Regions from separate parts of the Mus musculus genome. Here regions 1, 3 and 4 are each linked to region 2. A link is a contact called in public ChIA-PET and HiChIP or PLAC-seq data. All regions are on one chromosome and are shown on one strand. The core of a region is the stretch at or near the end of the contact, and the rest is flanking DNA. Distances in the headings are between cores, read along the strand shown. Region 1 overlaps Ppp4r1 (protein phosphatase 4, regulatory subunit 1). Region 2 holds the start of Washc1 (WASH complex subunit 1). Region 3 overlaps Rab31 (RAB31, member RAS oncogene family). Region 4 overlaps Ppp4r1 (protein phosphatase 4, regulatory subunit 1).

The links. ChIA-PET counts read pairs in DNA pulled down with a chosen protein or histone mark. HiChIP or PLAC-seq counts read pairs in DNA pulled down with a chosen protein or histone mark.
Region 1: an H3K27ac HiChIP or PLAC-seq map of microglia shows a contact between it and region 2, with 4 times the contacts expected there. The contact joins the enhancer-like site here to the promoter of Washc1 in region 2. A contact is called at or near these places in 15 of 39 promoter capture datasets (the C10 cell line, the HPC-7 cell line, cranial neural crest and 8 more), 2 of 484 Hi-C or Micro-C datasets (both in the G1E-ER4 cell line), 15 of 115 datasets of contacts at active chromatin or transcription factors (the SCID.adh cell line, bone marrow-derived macrophages, embryonic basal ganglia and 8 more) and 4 of 9 other capture datasets (adipose tissue, liver, macrophages and 1 more).
Region 3: a contact with region 2 is called in an H3K4me3 HiChIP or PLAC-seq map of pro-B cells, with 2.2 times the contacts expected there. The contact joins the enhancer-like site here to the promoter of Washc1 in region 2. A contact is called at or near these places in 5 of 39 promoter capture datasets (the C10 cell line, the HPC-7 cell line, cranial neural crest and 2 more), 3 of 115 datasets of contacts at active chromatin or transcription factors (bone marrow-derived dendritic cells, embryonic forebrain and pro-B cells) and 2 of 9 other capture datasets (adipose tissue and liver).
Region 4: a contact with region 2 is called in an RNA polymerase II ChIA-PET map of memory CD8 T cells, with 109 read pairs. The contact joins the enhancer-like site here to the promoter of Washc1 in region 2. A contact is called at or near these places in 15 of 39 promoter capture datasets (the C10 cell line, the HPC-7 cell line, cranial neural crest and 10 more), 1 of 15 datasets of contacts at CTCF or cohesin (the NIH/3T3 cell line), 26 of 115 datasets of contacts at active chromatin or transcription factors (the 230-238 cell line, the SCID.adh cell line, bone marrow-derived macrophages and 16 more) and 4 of 9 other capture datasets (adipose tissue, embryonic stem cells, liver and 1 more).

Annotation. Positions count from the first base shown.
Region 1 is chr17:65,801,076-65,805,279 of GRCm38.p6, reverse strand. Ppp4r1 (protein phosphatase 4, regulatory subunit 1) reads right to left here. Exons shown (of 20, transcript NM_001114131.1): 3 at 1,985-2,069; 4 at 1,314-1,420. Among named protein-coding and RNA genes, the nearest start is that of Ppp4r1, 20 kb to the right of the region's middle. Within about 2 kb of position 2,774, at least 18 of the 459 cell types and tissues checked have an H3K27ac peak or open chromatin away from gene starts, as enhancers often do. A contact at or near this core is called in microglia, where this site is marked.
Region 2 is chr17:66,108,624-66,113,444 of GRCm38.p6, reverse strand. It overlaps Washc1 (WASH complex subunit 1), which reads right to left and starts at 1,899. Exons shown (of 11, transcript NM_026833.1): 1 at 1,796-1,899.
Region 3 is chr17:65,752,851-65,757,684 of GRCm38.p6, reverse strand. All of the region lies in intron 1 of Rab31 (RAB31, member RAS oncogene family), which reads left to right. Among named protein-coding and RNA genes, the nearest start is that of Rab31, 17 kb to the left of the region's middle. Within about 2 kb of position 1,679, at least 9 of the 459 cell types and tissues checked have an H3K27ac peak or open chromatin away from gene starts, as enhancers often do. A contact at or near this core is called in pro-B cells, where this site is marked.
Region 4 is chr17:65,823,481-65,828,245 of GRCm38.p6, reverse strand. It overlaps Ppp4r1 (protein phosphatase 4, regulatory subunit 1), which reads right to left. Exons shown (of 20, transcript NM_001114131.1): 11 at 3,457-3,986. Among named protein-coding and RNA genes, the nearest start is that of Ppp4r1, 43 kb to the right of the region's middle. Within about 2 kb of position 1,770, at least 42 of the 459 cell types and tissues checked have an H3K27ac peak or open chromatin away from gene starts, as enhancers often do. A contact at or near this core is called in the HPC-7 cell line, the SCID.adh cell line, effector CD8 T cells and 2 more, where this site is marked.

The sequences.
Region 1 (4,204 bases), core at 1,525-4,024, 310 kb after region 2:
GGTGACCCTCGTGGCCCAGCACTGAGAGCCCGAGGCGACAGGCAGTCCCTAGGAACTTGCTGTGCAGTATTCCTCCCAGACAGCCAGTTCTAGGTCCAGTAGGAAACCCTGTGCCATGGGAATAGGCAGTCATACAGCAGGACCTGACACCTTCCTTTGACCTCTGCACACATGTACATGCACACACCACACATACATTGCTTTAAAATAGCATATTCTATATTATGTTTATTGTACCACAATTAAAAAACAACACATCTTAAAAAAACATTATCATGGGCTGGTGAGATGGCTCAGTGGGTAAGAGCACCCGACTGCTCTTCCGAAGGTCTGGAGTTCAAATCCCAGCAACCACATGGTGGCTCACAACCATCTGTAACAAGATCTGATGCCCTCTTCTGGAGTGTCTGGAGACAGCTACAGTGTACTTACATATAATAAATAAATAAATCTTTAAAAAAAAAAAAAAAAAACATTATCACATTATTATTGTCTAATTTTCAAATTAAGTTCACTCCCTACCTCTTGATAGACTAGCAGGAATTTACTATGCTAAAAACCAAACTGGTTTCAAACTAAAGTAATCCTCTCACTTTGGTCTTTTAAGAGTTAATACTGCCAACATGAGCCACCACACCAGGCTTAAATTTACCTCTTTCTTTAAAAAAAAACGCTCCTGTCTTTGAACAATAAACTAATTTTTATTTTACAGGCATACCAGCATGCCGCTTTAATCCCAGTACTCAGGAAGTAGAGGCAGGAGGATCTTTGTGAGTTCAAGGCCAACTTGGTCTATACAGAGAGTTCCAGAACAGCTAGGGCTACACAGAGAGACCAAAGCAAAACCAAGAGCGATCAATCCATGTTTTTCATGTAAATCAGACAGGAAGTATTATTTTCCCACAAACATTTAAAGCCCTTTCCACTTCTTCCAATTTACTCTAAATAATTTAAAAATGGTTATGTTAACATAAATCACAGAAGTAACCTAATTTCTTACATTTATACTGATGAGAAATTTCCAAAATTAAGTAAATGGACATATGTAAACTGGATTTTTTTTTCACATAGAACTAGTAAGTTAATAATTTCCTTTCAAAAAAGAATTTGGGGGGGGGGGGAGAAAGGATCTCTCTGTGTAGTACGGAATAGCTTTGGAACACAAGCTCTTCCAGAGTGTTGGGGTTAGAGGTGGGGTCACTTGCCAAGGTCTTGGGAAATCTTCTATCTCGTCTCTCCAGTAGCTTAGAAAGACAGGTTCAGTGGCAAAAGCCTTTCTAGAAACAATGTGCTGTCTCTCTGTAGACACATACCGGAGTCATCAGCTAATCGGCTAATTCTTTCCAAGACAGCAATGCAGTCTCTCTCATCATCGCAGACTTCCCTCAGAGTATCCAGCAAACTCCGGGCCACCATTTGTCTACAGGAGAAAGTCAGATAGTGTTCAGTGCCACTAGTACCTGTTATTTAGAATTCAAAATACAGAATCCTTATGTCTCATAAAGACAGTTTTTCTTACTGCAAGTCACATACTAAATCTGTAATTTCTAAAAAGCAAAATTTGGTAATGATTTTACTGATAAGGTTATTACCAATTTTTTTTAAGCTTTATCCAAATAATTAGGAAATTTTAGTGACTCAATTTTCACTTCAATTATCGTCTCATCACAGGAGTGGTAAAGCACATTCGTTACGTTAAAAGTCGTATCTCCTATGATGAGCTCTGTTATCTACAGTCAAAGAAATTCAACAGAGACTTGAGATTCCAGAGGAATGACTGGCAGGAAGCGCATCACACCAGCTGGCAGAAGAATGATACAGTCCCCAATAACCCACGGGATAGTAATCAATTAACCCAGCAACCCACCAGGGTCGTGGAGGACAAATGCAATACAGATCAATCAGGCTGAAGCTGGGGCCTGACTGCACCTGCCACCTCCTCTGGGGTGGGCGACTGTGCCCCTACTGAGGAGGACCCACGTACCTGTTAAATACGTTCTCACTTGCAGCATACTTGTCCAGCCTCCCCAAGGGTGTCAACATTTCATCTTGTGAGACGAAGTCCAGGGCTGAAGGTATAATAATCACATCAGACTCTGAGCTGTAGTCATCCACATCAACTAGCAGAGACATCAGAAATATCCTTATAGTGCGCTGAAACTCCAAGGGCCCTGCCTGCCGAAGCAGTGCCTGCTTCTACAGCAGTACAAATACCATAAAATCACCCCAGCACCACCTCAGGGACAGGCCTCCTTTCTCCACCCAGTCTTACTGGCCTCTAGGAGCACACAGTCAGTGGCTCCAGAGACTAGCGCAAAGGCATTCAGTGACTAGACTTCAGCCCTGCTGCAGTGGCACACAGCTTGCAGGGGGCAGAGGCAGGTGGATCTCTGCATCTCTATGAATTTGAAACCAACCAGGTCTACAGATTAAGTGTGGGACAGCCAGGGCTACACAGAGAAACCCTACTGTCTCAAAAACAAACAAACAAACAAACAAACAACAAAACAAAACCCAAAACAAAAACATCAAAACTTTTTTAAATATTTAGCTCACATAATGGCTCCAGCACTTGGGAGGCAGAGGCAGGCAGAACTCTGAGTTTGAGACCAGCCTGATCTGATCTACATAATGAGTTCTAAGACAGACTGGGCTTACATGGCGAGATCCTGTCTCAAAACAAAACAAAACCAACCAACCAACAAAGAACCTCAAATTTCCATGCTCACAGAGAACACTAACAGCTGGTGAAGAAAACACAGGAAGGGGAACACTGAGTTAGTCAATTCTATAATAAAGACACCAAAGCGGAAGTGTTTGGCTTTATTTACTAGAGAAGAACTACAAACTATAATTAGTATTTATATTCACTAGACAAATATTAAATACTCCTATGTCAACTACTAGGCTTATGTTAAGAAAACAAACCATGAAAAATACTTATGTGAAGAGTTAAGGCTGAGACAAGTCTGTGTTAAAACACTCACTACAGCCGCACATCTGTCCACACTCCAGGCAGATCTGCAGCAGCTGTGGGAGGGGACCGACTACACCATGCTGAGAGCTGAAGGGTAGAGGGAAACTAAACAGTCTGATCAAGAGAGGACTCCTACTAAGTCTCTGTCACACTGGATATTGCAAGTCTACTACTCAGGCCACCTAACGAGAGAATTCTCCAGGGCTTCCCAGGTAAGCACACAGGGTCAGACTATTCAGGTAACTACTTAGACTCTAAAGCAAGATTCCCGTAGTACTGATTACAGACTCACAACAAAGACAGAATCAGTAGACAGGGACACAGAAACGATCCAAGTGTGCCGCATGTGTGAAGTGCAGCTTGGGCTGGACATGCAATACACACCTAAGCACAGCAGTGCACACCTACAGGCACAACACTTGGGTAGGGGACAGGGAGGAAAGGAATATAAATATTCAAAAATCCCTGACTTTCAGGTGAAGGGAAAAAAACAACGAGAAGAAAACCACACTAGGTCAGATCAATGAAATACAAAAGAAATTAATGGGGATCTTCAAAAAATAGCATTAAAAATGAAACAAAAAATAAACATAGCAGACTAGAGTATCATTCAACCAAAGGAAAATGTCAGACATTTTTTTTTTTAGATTTACTTGTTTATTTATTAATTTATATGAGTACACTGTAACTGTCTTCAGACAGACCAGAACTGGGTCCCATTACGGATGGTTGTGAGCCACCATGTTGTTGCTGGGAATTGAACTCAGGACTTCTAGAAGAGCAGTCCGTGCTCTTAACTGCTGAGCCATCTCTCCAGCCCCAGACATTCTAATATAAACATGTGTGATATCTCCAAAGGAAAAAGGGGGAATATAAGAATATTTGAACAGGGCTGGAGAGATGACAGCTCAGTGGTTAAGAGTTCAGGCTGCTCTTCCAGAGGTCCTGAGTTCAATTCCCAGCAACCATATGGTGGCTCACAACCATCTGTAATAGGCAGCGACATTGTACTCATATACATAAAAATAATCAGATCTTTAAAAAAAATTATATTTGAATATATAGTAAACCCTAGAAAAATCCAAATTTAATGAAAACTACTAATCCATAGGCTCAATGAATCCCATTAGCAAAAACCATAAAGAAAATATACTTATCTAAAATATAATGGGACAGCTTACAATAGTCAGAGTCTTTTAGACTAGAGAGGACTCATTTTACATAAAA
Region 2 (4,821 bases), core at 650-3,149:
GAGGTCCTGAGTTCAATTCCCAGCCACGACATGGTGGCTCACAACCATCTGTAATGGGATCTGATACCCTCTTCTGGTGTGTCTGAAGGCAGCTACAGTGTACTCATATAAATAAAATAAGTAAATCTTTAGAAAAAAAAAAGAATCAAAATTAATGGTGACATTGTTTTATCTTTATTCAACTTATTTTCCAGTGTAAAATATACTATATCGCCACTACTAACACTAATTACTATTTGTAACTAACTATTCTTTTCACTAGCTAATAACAGCTACATACCTACAGAGCAAGTCTGTCAGTCCACCTCATTTCAACTACCATCTTCCTTCTCGCAGTGTCTGTGAATTTATCAGTGCTCCCAATTTTAATTCAGGAAATTTGGCCAAACAACATTTTCAACAGTAAAATACTTACCTTGTGCGTCATACTGGCTGCGAATCAATTATCTAATTCAAAATTGTTATCAATCAGTATGTTTGGTCATTTCATACACAAAAATGCAAACCATTTTAAGATCTGTGTGTGTGTGTGTGTCCCCTAACTGACAGACATCTTGCTTGATACCCTGCCCTGTGTTTACTCAGGGGGTCCTGATGTGAAGAGAAAGACAAGAGATTCTGCCCTGAGCCCCAGCTTCATACAGCATCGTTGCTCATGTTCACAATAAACTCTGGAACTAGGCATCGCTATTGCAAAGACGTTGATGGCTCTCACTGGAAAAGTCTGGAGTGTCACCGTGCAGGACACTCTGAGCACTAACCATCTCCACTGGGACAAGTGTCACTTCCAAAGTGAAGTTCAAGATAGGCCTGTGGACTACTGACATCCTTTCATGGTGTGGGTCATGTTCTGCCCCTCCCCTCTGCACCTTCTGCCCGTTATATACAATAATTCTGCCCTAAGTGCACAACACCTAGTAACCTCAGTGTCCATACTAGTAAGGGGGACTCATCATCTATGCAGGGGGATTTTCTGGTGATTCTGCTGCTCTGGGAACCCCGCATTCTGCAAGTAAACCCAGTAAACTCAGGGGTTCCCCCAAGGAACCCCTTTGATGGACTTGTACTTTGGGTTGTCATTTGGGGCCCTGTAAGGAGTGGGTAGATGCCTGTTTTCGGTCCTGCCCACAAGGGGAATTTTCCAAACCATCTAAAATGGATTGAAGGCCACTCTACTTGTGGGGGGAAATAATAAATAGCTCAGAAGTAAACGTAATTTACTGTAAGTCGTGAGTTTTGTTCTGAGACAAAAATAATTCCTCCCTCCAGCAAATGACTACAGTTCTACCTTGGCCTCCAATCGTTTCTGTTTATTTTTCACTTGTCATGCATGCCATGAATACATAAACATTCCTCTCTTATACATTCTTACACACACACATGCCTGTCAAGTATCTATGTTGACAGAGACCGTGCTTGTTGTTTAGCATAAGTGAAATGTTTCTAAGTGATCGGTGCTTAACCCAGATCACCAACCCCCCCCCCCCATATGTGCGTGTCACCAGTGTAATTCGTAATTTCGAAAGTGCTCAGCACAACCCACCCGCACCGTGCAAGTTGTCCTCCCACGCCCTGCTCCCCCTAATCTTCAGGAAGCCACGGGGCCTCTTCTCTGCAGCCGGAGCTGCAGGGTGTGGGAGGAGCGGCAGGCCGGATCCCTACATCGCCTTCCCGGTCCGTCCGGGCCCGTCCCGCCCGGGAGCCCTCACTCGCCTCCAGCCGGTGGGCGGCAGGGTCGCGGCCTCCTCCCGGTCCTGCGCTCCCAGTCCGCCCCTCGCCCACCCTGCACACTTACCCCAAGGCGGCGTCCTCACGTGAGCGTCCCCGCCCCCCGGTGACCCGCACTCCCAGGTCCTAGCGTCCACCACTGTAAGCTCGGCTCTCCGACTTCCGGCTCTCCGGGCTGCTGGTGGGCGGGGCCTAGACCAGGAAGCCGCCCCACACTCTGTGCTTAACCTTTCCTGTCTGGGAGATTCAGGTCTCTCCTGTTACCGGCTCCAAGAAACCCTCACACTACATATGCACTATATAGGACATCAAGTGGAAGTTCTCCAAACGCCCGCTCTGTTCCAGCCATGCATACTTCAGTGGCTTAATTAATCTTTTAGAAGATCCTACCTTTCCTGTGTTTACCTCTAAAGGTAAAGTCCCTTAGTCTCCAACTTAAAAAAAAAAAAAAAAATCAACGTAGAAGCGATCAGATACGGTATGATTTGACCTGGAGTACACAAGTTCTGCGTAGAAACAAACTGGAATATTGCTTACTAGGAATGAGAAAGCAGTGCTGTAGATGGACAGTCTGTGTGTGTGTGTGTGTGTGTGTGTGTGTGTGTGTTTTGAGAGTGTTGGGGGCAGATGAGTCTCCCCTACTACCGCATCCCTTATTCTAGTTTTCAGACAGCCTTCTTACCGGCAGCAAGCCAAAGCCGTAGGGCCAAAGAAGCCACAGACAGCCCACAGCTGATGAGCTCTTAGTCGGTCAGCAGCCACATAAGAATTGCTGACAGAAATCCACCCCACCCCACGGCCAAAAAACAGCTGGGAGCAGCACTAGGCCTGCAAAGATTGCCATAGCAACCAGGAAATGATTTTAAAGATGTATGTGTACAGGACCTGGAAAAAGAGCTCAGAAGTTAAGAGTACTAACTACTGGCGCAGGGGATCCAAGATAGGTTGCAACACCCACTTTGATCTACTCAGTCACCTGTAACTCCAGCTTCAGCATGATCCAGTGCTCCCTTCTGTCTTCTTTGGATACCCTTACACACACACACACACACACACACACACACACACCACATACAGGAAGACACAGTGGGCATGTCCAGGATCCTACATATTGCCAGGTTATGCAGGGTCTCTGTCAGTTAGTGTTGTGGCCATCTAATGTTGAAAGCAATGTGCCGTGGGGAAGTTGTGAGCTATGTGCTTGTGGGGGAGGGAGGGGCTCCCTCTTTGGCAGCTGGGGAGTCTTCTGGAAGGCAGAAAGCTCTTGCAAGCAGGGTTGGTAACAATGTGATAGGGAATAATCATACAAAGTTGTCCTGTCCTCTCGTGGGGTCTGGGGCAGTCCTCCTGCATCAGTCTTTACCATCTGAGGTCAGAGAGATGATGAAGGACTGGGTGGGTGCACAGCCTTCAGTGCCCTCACCCGGAGCCAATGCTGTTGTTGTGCCCGGCACACCTTCATCCCACTGTGGGAATGGGTTGGTTTAGGATCTCAACGATCGACAAGCTAGCCTCCCTAATGATGGTGAAATGTTTCCCTAATGGTGGTGACATGCTTCCCCAATGGTGGTGACATTCTCCTTTGCTTTCCTCCGGCTCCATGTTCAAAAGGTTTAAAGTTTGGTTGTTTTTTTTTTTTGAAACAATCATACTATATAGCCCTGGCTGTCCTGGAACTGGCTAAGTAGACCAGGCTAGCCTCAAGCTCACAGAACTCCACTGGCCTCTCTTCCCCAAGTCCTGGGATTTTAAAAGTTTGTACCTCCACACCGAGCTATATTTAGGTTTTTAAATTAATAGTCTGGTAACACACGTGCACGTGCACACGCCAAGACGTTTTGGCGTTTTTCTGGGAGATGTGTGTTCCCAGGCTGTTGTTCCCTAGCCAGAAAGTCATGGAGACTAGTTTATACGGGTGTCAAAACTGGGTACGGCTGTTGTTACTTTGGGTACCATTACAGCAGTTTCGATGGTGACATTGAAGGCATTCTGTCCTGGGTTAACCAATGGGAACACATCCCAGGGCTGTTCTTCCTGTCATCCCCAAGGAAGCAAACAGGCTTCTCTCAGCTCTCCTCTCTGATTGCAAAATGGTGTTCCTGCCAGTAGGCTATCCTGTGACAATCAGGCATGGACTTTTCTTTTCCAATCCAAACCCACTCTTTAGGAGGAGCCAAGTAAGCCTACCATCTGCTGTTTTGATAAGGGGATGGGAAGTGTGTGCACCCAGGCGTGGAGACCAATCACCTGGGCATATGGGGCAACTCACGTTAGGCACCTGAATCTCAGCAGATCATTCCATCTGACGAATAAGCCATGCTAGCCCTGCCTTAGCTTTTAAATGAGCGAGTTTAACAGGTAGCAGAAAAATATTAGAACAGCAGATAAGCAACTGGGGGCCGTGATCGGCAAAAAGTATCTGAGACAACTGGAAGAAGATGCTGGACATGTGTTGTTCTCCGTTCTGTTTTCAAGGTGTGATGGTCTGTATATGCTCTGCCCAGGGAGTGGCACTATTAGAGGGTGTGGCCCTGTTGGATTAGGTGTGTCACTGTGGGCTTGGGCTTTAAGACTCTTATCCTCCAGCACTTGGGAGGCAGAGGCAGGCAGATTTCTGAGTTCGAGGCCAGCCTGGTCTACAAAGTGAGTTCCAGGACAGCGAGGGCTACACAGAAAAACCCTGTCTCAAAAAACCAAACCAAACCAAACCAAACCAAACCAAGACAAACAAACAAAAAGACTCTCATCCTAACTGCCTGGAAGGGAATATTCTGCCAGCAGCCTTCAGATGAAGATGTAGAACTCTCAGCTCCTCCATGCCTGCCTGGATGCGGCCATGCTCCCACCTTGACAATACTGAATTGAGTCTTTGAGCCTGTAAGCCAGCCCCAATTAAATGTTGGTTTTTATAAGAGTTGCCTTGGTCATGGTGGCTGTTCACAGCAGTAGAACCCTAACTAAGACACATGGACACAGTATTTTTACTCTTGACTTGTTTTGGCTGTTCTGCCTCACCTTTCCCACAAGGTTGGAGGGACAATCCTGCATTCAGAGCTAGCTTCTCAGGGACTTCAAACAGCATGGTCAGCTTGA
Region 3 (4,834 bases), core at 430-2,929, 360 kb after region 2:
ACAACCATCTGTAATTGGATCTGTGCCCTCTTGTGGTATGTCTGAAGACAGCTACAGTGTACTCATACACATAAAATATATAAATAAATCTTTAAAATAAAATAATTTGTTAGAAAAAATTCTAACAAAACAAAACAAAAAAAAAAAAAAAAAAAAAAAAACCTAAGAGTAACACAGGAAACCTGGGGATGCAGCTCAGTTAGAGCACGTGCCTATGTATGTGAGACCCTGGGGTCAATCTCTAGTAGTGCCCTCCCCCATCGTCACTGGGTGAAAAGAAAACCAGCAGTTATAGGCTGGCAACCACGGTAATAGTCTGTCACGGTTCTCACATGAGTCTTGGCAGTCCTGGCTTTGAAGGAACCACACACAGCCTTGGGTTGAAGCCAGACATTGTTCCTGTCTTTCCCACTCATAGAAACACTGGAGAATGTAATTAAGAAGGATGTCGGTATATAATCTCAATGGGCTTGTAATTGTTGCAGGCTAGAGAAAAAAGAATTAGTGTCCCCACAGTCATCGGTAGCACTAATGTCTGAGCGGTCGCTCCATTCTGTGCTTAGAGGAACAATCTGGGGCCCTGTGGGCTGGGTGCTCTCAGATGGCCCGTTCTGACTTACAAGTTCAGAGCACACAATTTATCTATCTATCATCTATCTATCTATCTATCTATCTATCTATCTATCTATCTATCTATCCATCTATCCATTCATTCATTTATTTGTCACTTACATTCCTGGTGCCCAGGTTGGACTAGTGAATCAGGAATCTTTTTTCTTATAACATTTTTCTCCCTGGGTCCTGAGGGTTGTGTGTTGTATGGATGCTTCCACAAAACATTTTCTGAGAACTCAGGGTGGGCGAGTGCTAAAAGGCTTCTGTGTCCTGCCTCCCAGATCCTAGGATGACAGTCCCCCTTCCCATTCACCACGGTCATTACAGCCAGTCTAGAAGCAAAGTAGGAAAGTTAGACTCACATCCCTGAGTGGATAAACAGCCAAAGATTGGTGGTCTGCGGTCACCTCTTTAAAAAAGAAGCTGAGGAGGAGGGTGGTCCCATGGGAAGACCAGTAGTCTCAACTGACCTGGACCCCCGAGATCGCTCAGACACTGAGCCACCAACCAGGCAGCATACACCAGCTGATGAGAGGCCCCTGACACATATGTACAGCAAAAGACTGCCTGGTCTGGCCTCAGTGAGAGAAGATGCACCTAACCCTTGAGAGACTTGAGACCCCAGGGGTGGGGTGGTCTGGTGAGGTGGGGTGGGGGTGGGAACATCCTCTTGGAGGGGGGAAGGAGGTATGGGATGGGGAGCAGTTGGGGGGCAGACAGGGAGGGGAATAAAAACTGGACTGTAAAAAATGATTAAATAATAATAATAATAATAATAATAACATAGTAAGTATAGTCTTGGATGAGTATAGTATAGTCTAGACTCATTATTCCCCTGCCTCAGCCTTGCATGTGTTTGCCTGTAGACATGCACCACCATGCCTCCTGACCATGTTTAATTTCTTCTGAATACATATTTTGTTAACCGAACCACAGGGGAGTATGGGGACAATTTCTATTATCACGTCCATCTTACAGAGGGAGAACTGAAACTCAAAGCTGTGTCACACATGTAAGGCTTGCTCAAAACACTCAAAGCATTTGGTCCCTATCACTGCAGGGAGAAAAAAAGGAGGGGGTGGGATGGGTATGTCTTAGTCACTTTTCTGTTGCTATGCACAGACACCAGGACTGAGGCCACTTTTAAAAGAGAGCATTTCATTGGGGCTGGCTTACAGTTTCAGAGGGTGAGTCTGTGACCATTATGGCGGGGAGCACGGCAGCGGGGAGATAGGTATGGCCCGGAGCAGTAGCTGCGAGGTCACATCTGACCCACTAGAAAGAGGCAGAGAGAGAGAGAGAGAGAGAGAGAGAGAGAGAGAGAGAGAGAGGAGAGGAGAGAGAAGAGAGAGAAGAGATTGATATTGAAAGAGAGGGGCTGGGCCTGGTGTGGACTTTTGAAACCTCAAGCCCCACCCCCAGTGACACACTTCCTCCAATGAAGCCACACCTTCTCTCCTAATCCTTCCCCAACAGTTCCACTAACTAGAGACCAAGCATTCAAATATATGAGCCTCTAGGGGCCATTCTTATTTAAACCACTTTAGAGGTGAATTTGAATTAAAAAAATTTTTTTTAAATAATCTGATTGAAAACTGGACCAGGTTTGAAGTATGTGTGATGGAGGAAGACTGGTAAATCTGCTCCGTGTTTTGCTTTTGTCTTTTAAAGACTTGTTTTATTTATTTGCTTGTTTTATTTATTTGTTTGTACATTCCTGCATGGGTGTATGGTATCCCTGTCTAGATAACCTGAAGAGGCCGGCCAGAAAGGGTGTCGGATCCCTAGGAGCTGGAGTTAGAGGTACTTGTGGGCAGCCCGATGTGGACACTGAGAACCAAACTCAGGTCCTCCAAAAGGGCCAGAAGCACTCTTAGCTACTGAGCAGTCTCTCCAGGCCCTAGTCCAGTTCTGTCCTTTGAGAAGTCAAGACTCAATTCTGAGCCCGTGTTAGATGTGAAGAGACTAAGGCCATTATTGGGACTGGTCTGGTCTTGAGAATAGGATTTAGTGGACTTGATAGAGGTCTGGCCAAAGCAGCAAGGCTAGCCACAGTTTCTAGGCTACACTGGGCTGCTCACGTGAGCTTACATCCAACCTTCACCACACCCACTATGGTAGGCCTTGTCTCTGGTTGGCAGGTGCGAAAGATGGTGGCTATGCCGGGGTTGGTGACAGTGGTCTTTTGGACTGTTAGAAGTTTCATAGCTCCGTGACCATGAAGTAACCCTGTGAGTTTAACTCTTCTCTCTTCAGCTCCTCATTAATTAATTTAGCTCAGAAGCTTGATTAATTTGGTCCGGGAAATGTCATTTTACAAAACTTGATCAAGCAGGAGGACCAGATTACCAGGGTGGGGCCTGTTAGATTTAAAAGTCCCTTGGTCTGCTGTTGAAGTGCTCAGTGTGGTCAGTGGATTCACCCCGGCGGGGGGTGGGGGTGGGGCGGAAGATTGGCACCTAGTGCCTGGCTTCTGGGGGCATACTTAGCTTCCTTCTTTGTAAAATGCTCACACTTTCCATAGATAACATGTTGTGTCGGCTCCTTTTCTGTTCTCTAAAATAGAATGCCTTACAGAAGAGGCAGGGCTTGGTTTGAGAGGGTTTGTTGGTGACTGGAGCGGCCGGGTCTGTGATAGCAGTGGTCACATCTCAGGGATAAACAGAAAGCAGAGACAACTGACTGGTAGCTGGCTGGTCTGTAACCCCAGGCCAGTCCTCTGCAGCCTACTCCTGTCAGCCTGACCTTAACCTTAAAAGGTAAGAGATTCTACAGCCTCTTTGTGCGGCGCCAATAGCTGGGGACCATGTGTTAGCGTACGAACTTCTAGGGTGCGTATATTCCACACTCTTAACAGGCGGACCTAACCCGGCATGCCGCTTTCAAAATCTTTTCTTACCAGCTTCTCCCCCTCAAGATGATTTTACAGTCTATTTAAAGGATTTTTTTAATCCTTTAAAGAGGACTCCTGAATGGAGTTTTCTTGAATATACTTTGTTCTAGGGCCCGACAAGGAAGAGCTTTTGGTTAAGTATACGGATATGCAGGGTTTCATGACTGTCCTCCGGTTGACCAAGCTTATGACACATTCTTTATGTTTCTAGGTTGAAGTCTAATAGCGGAATGCACAGATTAAGTTAAACTCAGCAGTGATCTTGCACACATGTAACCAACCTATGCAGGCACTTGGATGAAGAGTTTAACTATTGGCAGTTCCCCGTTCTTCCAAACATTGCCTTCCACAAAGAAAAGTAACCCCACCCTAGACAGTTTATCATCGTTGCTTGTTTTATTGAACTCGATGCATATGGTAGGGTCTTAATTATTTGTAAGGATGTGTCCTAGTGATGCTTCATAAAAGTCAAAGGACAGGGGATTCCTAGGCAGTCCAGGGACTGCTCTGGTCCCAGCCCTGCAGATGGGGAGGCTCCCTTAGAAGGTGGAGCTGTGTGAGCTTCAGCCTTTCTCCTCCAGCTGTCTCTGCTCCTGCCCTCAGCCCTGGTGATCCGCAAATCATACCATTTCCAGACTTTGCTGGGATGTTGCTAAGGATATAAAGTAGTGTCTTCGGAGTCTTTTTAAACCAGTTCACTAGGGGACCGGAGAGCTGGCGCCACAGTTAAGAGCCTGTCATGCTCTTGCAGAGGGTCCAAGTTAGGTTCGGTTCCCAGCACCCATACCAGATGGCTTGCAACCATCTGTGACATCAGCAGAAGCCAATCTGATACCTCTTGGTCTCTTACTGGTCCCTGTACTCCAGTGTCCGCACCCACACATAGCTGCACACAGATACACGTAGCTAAAAATAAAACAAATCAGGGAATTAAAGCCAGGAACACTGACTGTCACTGTTTATAACAGCTTGTAAATTGCTTTCAAGAGTGTTCAAAACAGTTCTGTCAAATATTGGATGCACTTCTTGGATTTTTTTTTTTTTGAGACAGACTATTGTAGCCCACAATGGCTTAAAACTTACCATCTTCCACCTTGGCCTCCCGAGTGCTGGGGTGACAGGTGTTGGACGCTGCACAGGGCTACTGTGTCCTTTTCTAAAGATTTATTATATATCTATATATATATGAGTACACTGTGGCTGTCTTCAGACACACCAGAAGAGGGCATCAGATCCCCATTACAGATGGTTGTGAGCCACCATGTGATTGACGGGAATTGAACTCAGGACCTCTGGAAGAGCAACCAGTGCTCTTAACCGCCGAGC
Region 4 (4,765 bases), core at 521-3,020, 290 kb after region 2:
CTGGGAGATGAGGTGGCAAGACAGGGTACAGAGGGAGATTAAAGGGGTAGTAGACAGTAGTGTGTGTGCGTGTGTGTGTGTGTGTGTGTGTGTATGAAACTATCAAAAGCAGGTGCTATGCAAATGACTTAGAAAGGGTGGTGAGTCTGAGACAGTGGAGTGCCCCTGAGTACAGCTGTTCCCAGTTCACTAGCCCACTCTCATTCCTGGGACTGTTCTCTTTTTGAGGCGGCTGTGGCGGAGGGTAGGGGCGGGCTTCTCTAAATGCATTAAGTATCTGACCATGCGCATTCAAGACTTGTGCTCAAGGAACTTCTACTTCAGTGGGTCATCATTACCTAAATAAAGCAAACAGTAGTGTTTACTCGTGGGACATTCTGGTGATTTGCATTGTTCTCAGAATTTCAGCTATAATTTGTAGTTACCATGACAATCATTTTAACTCTCTTTGGGGTCTTTCAAGTTTCTAAAGCAAAAGCAGAAGTGTGCTCCAAGCTGACTGTACAAACTGTCCCAGAGTGCACGCGTGTCTGACAGGCAGGTCCCCTGTCTCCCATGGACTTGCTTTCCATCCATGCATGTCCAGCCTGTCATGTGTCATGTGTCGTGAGCCGCTGGCCATGTGCTGCAGGCCGGCTGTGACTGCAGCTCTGCAGATCCACCACATCACTCTTACAAAGGGGATCTCTCCCATCTCTGTGTCTCACTGTGTAGGATCTTCTGCTGAACTTGTCCTGAGAGCCTACTGTGCTCACAGCTAGCAAAAGGATTCCCCTTCCTTCCCTATTGTAGTCTAGTGAAAGCAGTTAATTCACTATTAAAAATCACAGGAGAAAAAAAGACCGTCGTCAATGATCACAGGCGGTCTGAAACTAAGTCCGCGGTACTGCCTTACAGACAATCGGCTGTGACCTGGTCTGTGTAGAGCTGCTCCCTTAGGGCTGTCGCCACGTTCCCTCTCCTCCCAGGCTTACTGTCAAGACACCATGTTTACAGGACAGCACAGCACTGGTCTCCTGGGTCGGACCTTTGCTTTTAGCCCTGGATCAAGAGTGCACCTTTTAAAACAGTCCAATGCTTTCTGGAGAACTAAAGGCAAGTCCTGCTCTATAACGCACCGCTAGAAAAGAAAAAAGAGCCCCATTGAGCCCTTCTAAAAGTTCAACTCATTTTGTAACACAATGGAGACTAGTTACTTAGCAGAGATTAAACAAAAATGTCCTCAGATTTTAATAAAATCTAAAAGCACTACATGACAAATTTAAATTGTTCTAGGTGTCATAACTGAATTATAAGCATAATTCATATGTAAGCATGTAAATAGTTAAGTTACCATGTAATATTAATAATGAAATTTAACTACAGTATAATTTTAAGTCAAATATACTAGCCATCTCCAAAAACACACATTATGAAACTTAAAAAGTTTATCATTTTACTTATTGAAAAAATGTGCATTCAATATTTCTATTAATATTCACTGAGTGCCCACAATGTGTTAGAGAACTAACAGGTACAAGAGTCCTGGAATAGATCTAAAGACTGGCTGGCCTTTTGCATATAAATTAAGTTTAAGGAAAATAAAATGAGAGTCACTAAAGCTAGATGAAGTTACTAAAACTGAGGTTGATTATTGAGATTGAAACAAGAAGCTAAAGGAAATAACACATCAAACACTTGACGGTAGCTGCTGTGGGCATGGCTCGCTTCCTCTCATCGGGGGCTGAGGATGGGCGAGAAGAAGGGAGAAGGCAGTGCAGGGCTCTGCTGAGGAGCTGCGCCATCGACTCAGAGCTGCTGTGTCACTGAGCTGTCTGTCCTAAGATTCAGAGAGGGTGGGGCCATGCTCGGGCTAGGAAACTGTTCTCCACCTCCGCTGTGTCACTAGCCACTGGGTTACTTCTCACATCTCACAAACTTCATTCAGAAGGGCAGTGGCTTCCACTCGTAGGAACTATACCCCAGTGAATCTTCAAAATTAAGGTCACAACTAGAAAGCATGCTGTGCAGAATAAGCCAGACTCAGAGAGACAATACAATACAGCACGTTCTCTGTCCCCTGTGGATTCAAGATTATACCCATCTGTGCAGAGAGATAGTTTAAATCAAATTCAGTTAAATTAAAATAATATTAGGGACCAAGGATGTAATAAAATTTAATGCTTTTCAGGTATAAAATTACAACAGGAAATCTTAAAAGTCATAGTAAATGAAAACAAGTGCAGAAGGCAGCTAACTGAACACACAGACCACAGTTTTCAAAGTTTAAACAAGGTTTTAGCTGGTTTTATGTCGTGTCACACTGTAATAATCCTAGCTCTCAGGACAATGGGGCAGGAAGACCTGGGGCCAGCCTGGGCTACAGAATGAGATCTTATCTTCCCCACAAACAAAGAAACCAAAAGAAAGGTTTCTGTTGTAAAAGAATTACTTAAGATTTTACTTTATTTTTGCTTAAAAATGGGTATTTCTCAAAATTGAGCAAACTGATAGTTTAGAAATTTTAGTTTTGGGAACAAAAAGGGTAAAAACCATCCAGAATGTGGTATTACATCTGAAGATTTGCAAAAGTTTGCAGCTATAGGATTTAAAAGTTTTTTGTTTTGTTTTTTTCTTAGAGACAAATTCTCATGTAGACCTGTCTGGCCTGGAACTTTCTATATAGGCTAGGCTGGCCTAGAATTCCCAGAGGTCGGTCTGAGTGCTGGGATTAGAGGTGTGCATCATCATGCCTAGTCCTAAGAACATTGAGCACCATCTGACTGCGTCTGCTCCTAACCCTGTTCCTAAGCTCCGCAGGCAGAATAAGGAGAGCCTCGCAACACCCCACTTCCCACTAAGGACTTAATGCATCGTCCACTTGGTAAGAAGACTGCTTTCTTTAGGACTCAACAACCAGTTCAGTTGCCCACAGTGGAGGACATGGGCCATGTATGTGATGTCCCCCACCTCTAAAATACAAATTTGAAAAAGAAATTATTCTTGTAAAAGTCTAAAGCTCACTCTTTAGCCCTCACCTTTCTTACTCTCTTTCTCTCTCTTTCCCTTCCCCCCTCTCTCACGTGACCACGTCCGGTTTCTCTCTCTTTCTACCTTCTCTCTTTCCCCCTGCCTTTCTACAATAAAGCTCTTAAACCATAAACAAACAAAAAACTCTAAAGCTCTTAAAACACCCTACATGTGAAAACCCAGAAATCTATGTCCACCATATAGACTACAGCACTTCTTTAAAAATAAGACCCAGAGCAAAGTGAATATAGCAGAACTCAGAACTTAAAAATTACAAATGTTAAACACTGAATAACTGCAAAAGGTGATTTCTGAGTGAACACATCTATTCAACAACAAACAGCAGAGAGGAGCCATCTTAGACACACAAATCAGACCAGCAATGTTGTCTTAAAGGGCATGTTTAAAATCACCTTTAAATAAATAGTACAATGGACTCTTCCATACCTTTCACATCCGGGTCATCCATGTGTGGCTCAAGGTTTTCTATCATTTCTTCTAGTTCCTTCCGGGTAGCCATGGTGATATTGGGAGGGCCTGGTAGAGGGGCTGCAGGTACATCTCCTGTTCTCTCTGGGCTGAGTCTCTCCTCGGGGTCCTGCTGGAGCTCTTTATCAAGATCTATTTTAGGTAGAGGAGTCCTCCAGAAATGGAAGGAGTTGAACATGTCCTGGTCTAAGGGAGTGGCCTCTGGGGAGCTGGTGCCAGCGTCTGGCCGGGACGCAGACTTGCTGTTGGTGTCAGGCTTTCTACCATTCTCATCATTGCTAGCTGCTTCCTGAGGAGACTCTGAGGACAAAGTACAGAGTAAGGAGCTGTCCACTGGAGCAGGCACGTCACCTGCAGAGTGCCCAGGTGTCTTGGCAGCACAGCCTTCGAGGCTCTCCAGCCTGGCGCTGGAGTGAGGGGCACTGAGGTCTGAAGGAGCGTCCTCTGGCCTGCGATGCTCTTCTTCTACGACATCATTGTCTCTCATCCTTTCATTGTTTCATTTAGGGGAGAGAAAAGAAACATGGAAGTATAGACATAATTACTGGGGAAAGAAGGTCAAGGACAAGTCTGACATAGCATTCAGACTAGCTAAGCACCCACAGGAACTCAACAGCCTTGCTTGTTACACACACAGCTTTTCCATCAGTTGTTCTGCAGAGAGGTGAGACACCTGTCAAACTTGTCTGAACAGTCAAGCATTATTAACAGCTGGAGAAGGCAACACTTAAGAATCCTGGGATGCTGGGGACAGGAGAGGTAACTTAGCAGTTAAGGGCACTGACTGCTCTTCCCAAAGGACCCAGCTTCAAATCCCAACACCCACATAGCAGCTCACAACTGTCTGTAAGTCCAAGATCTGACCTTCTTACATATACATACACGAAGGCAAAACACCAATGCACATAAGATTAAGATAAATAAATTTTAAAAGATGATTTTAAAAAATCCTGGGATACAACAATACTACTAATATTAGTAACAGCAGGAAGAAGAATCTAAGATACACACAAATGTTAAATTATCTATTCAGGGATTATCTGTATTCTCCTCAGCTCCAATGACACAGAGAAAGCTGAGAGTCAAAACATTTTTGCTTATAAACGAGGGATAAAGTCGGCCGTGGTGGCACACACCTTTAATCCCAGCACTTGGGAGGCAGAGGCAGGTGAATTTCTGAGTTCGAGGCCAGCCTGGTCTACAGAGTGAGTTCCAGGACAGCCAGGGCTACACAGAGAAACCCTGTCTCAGAAAAAAAAAAAAAAAA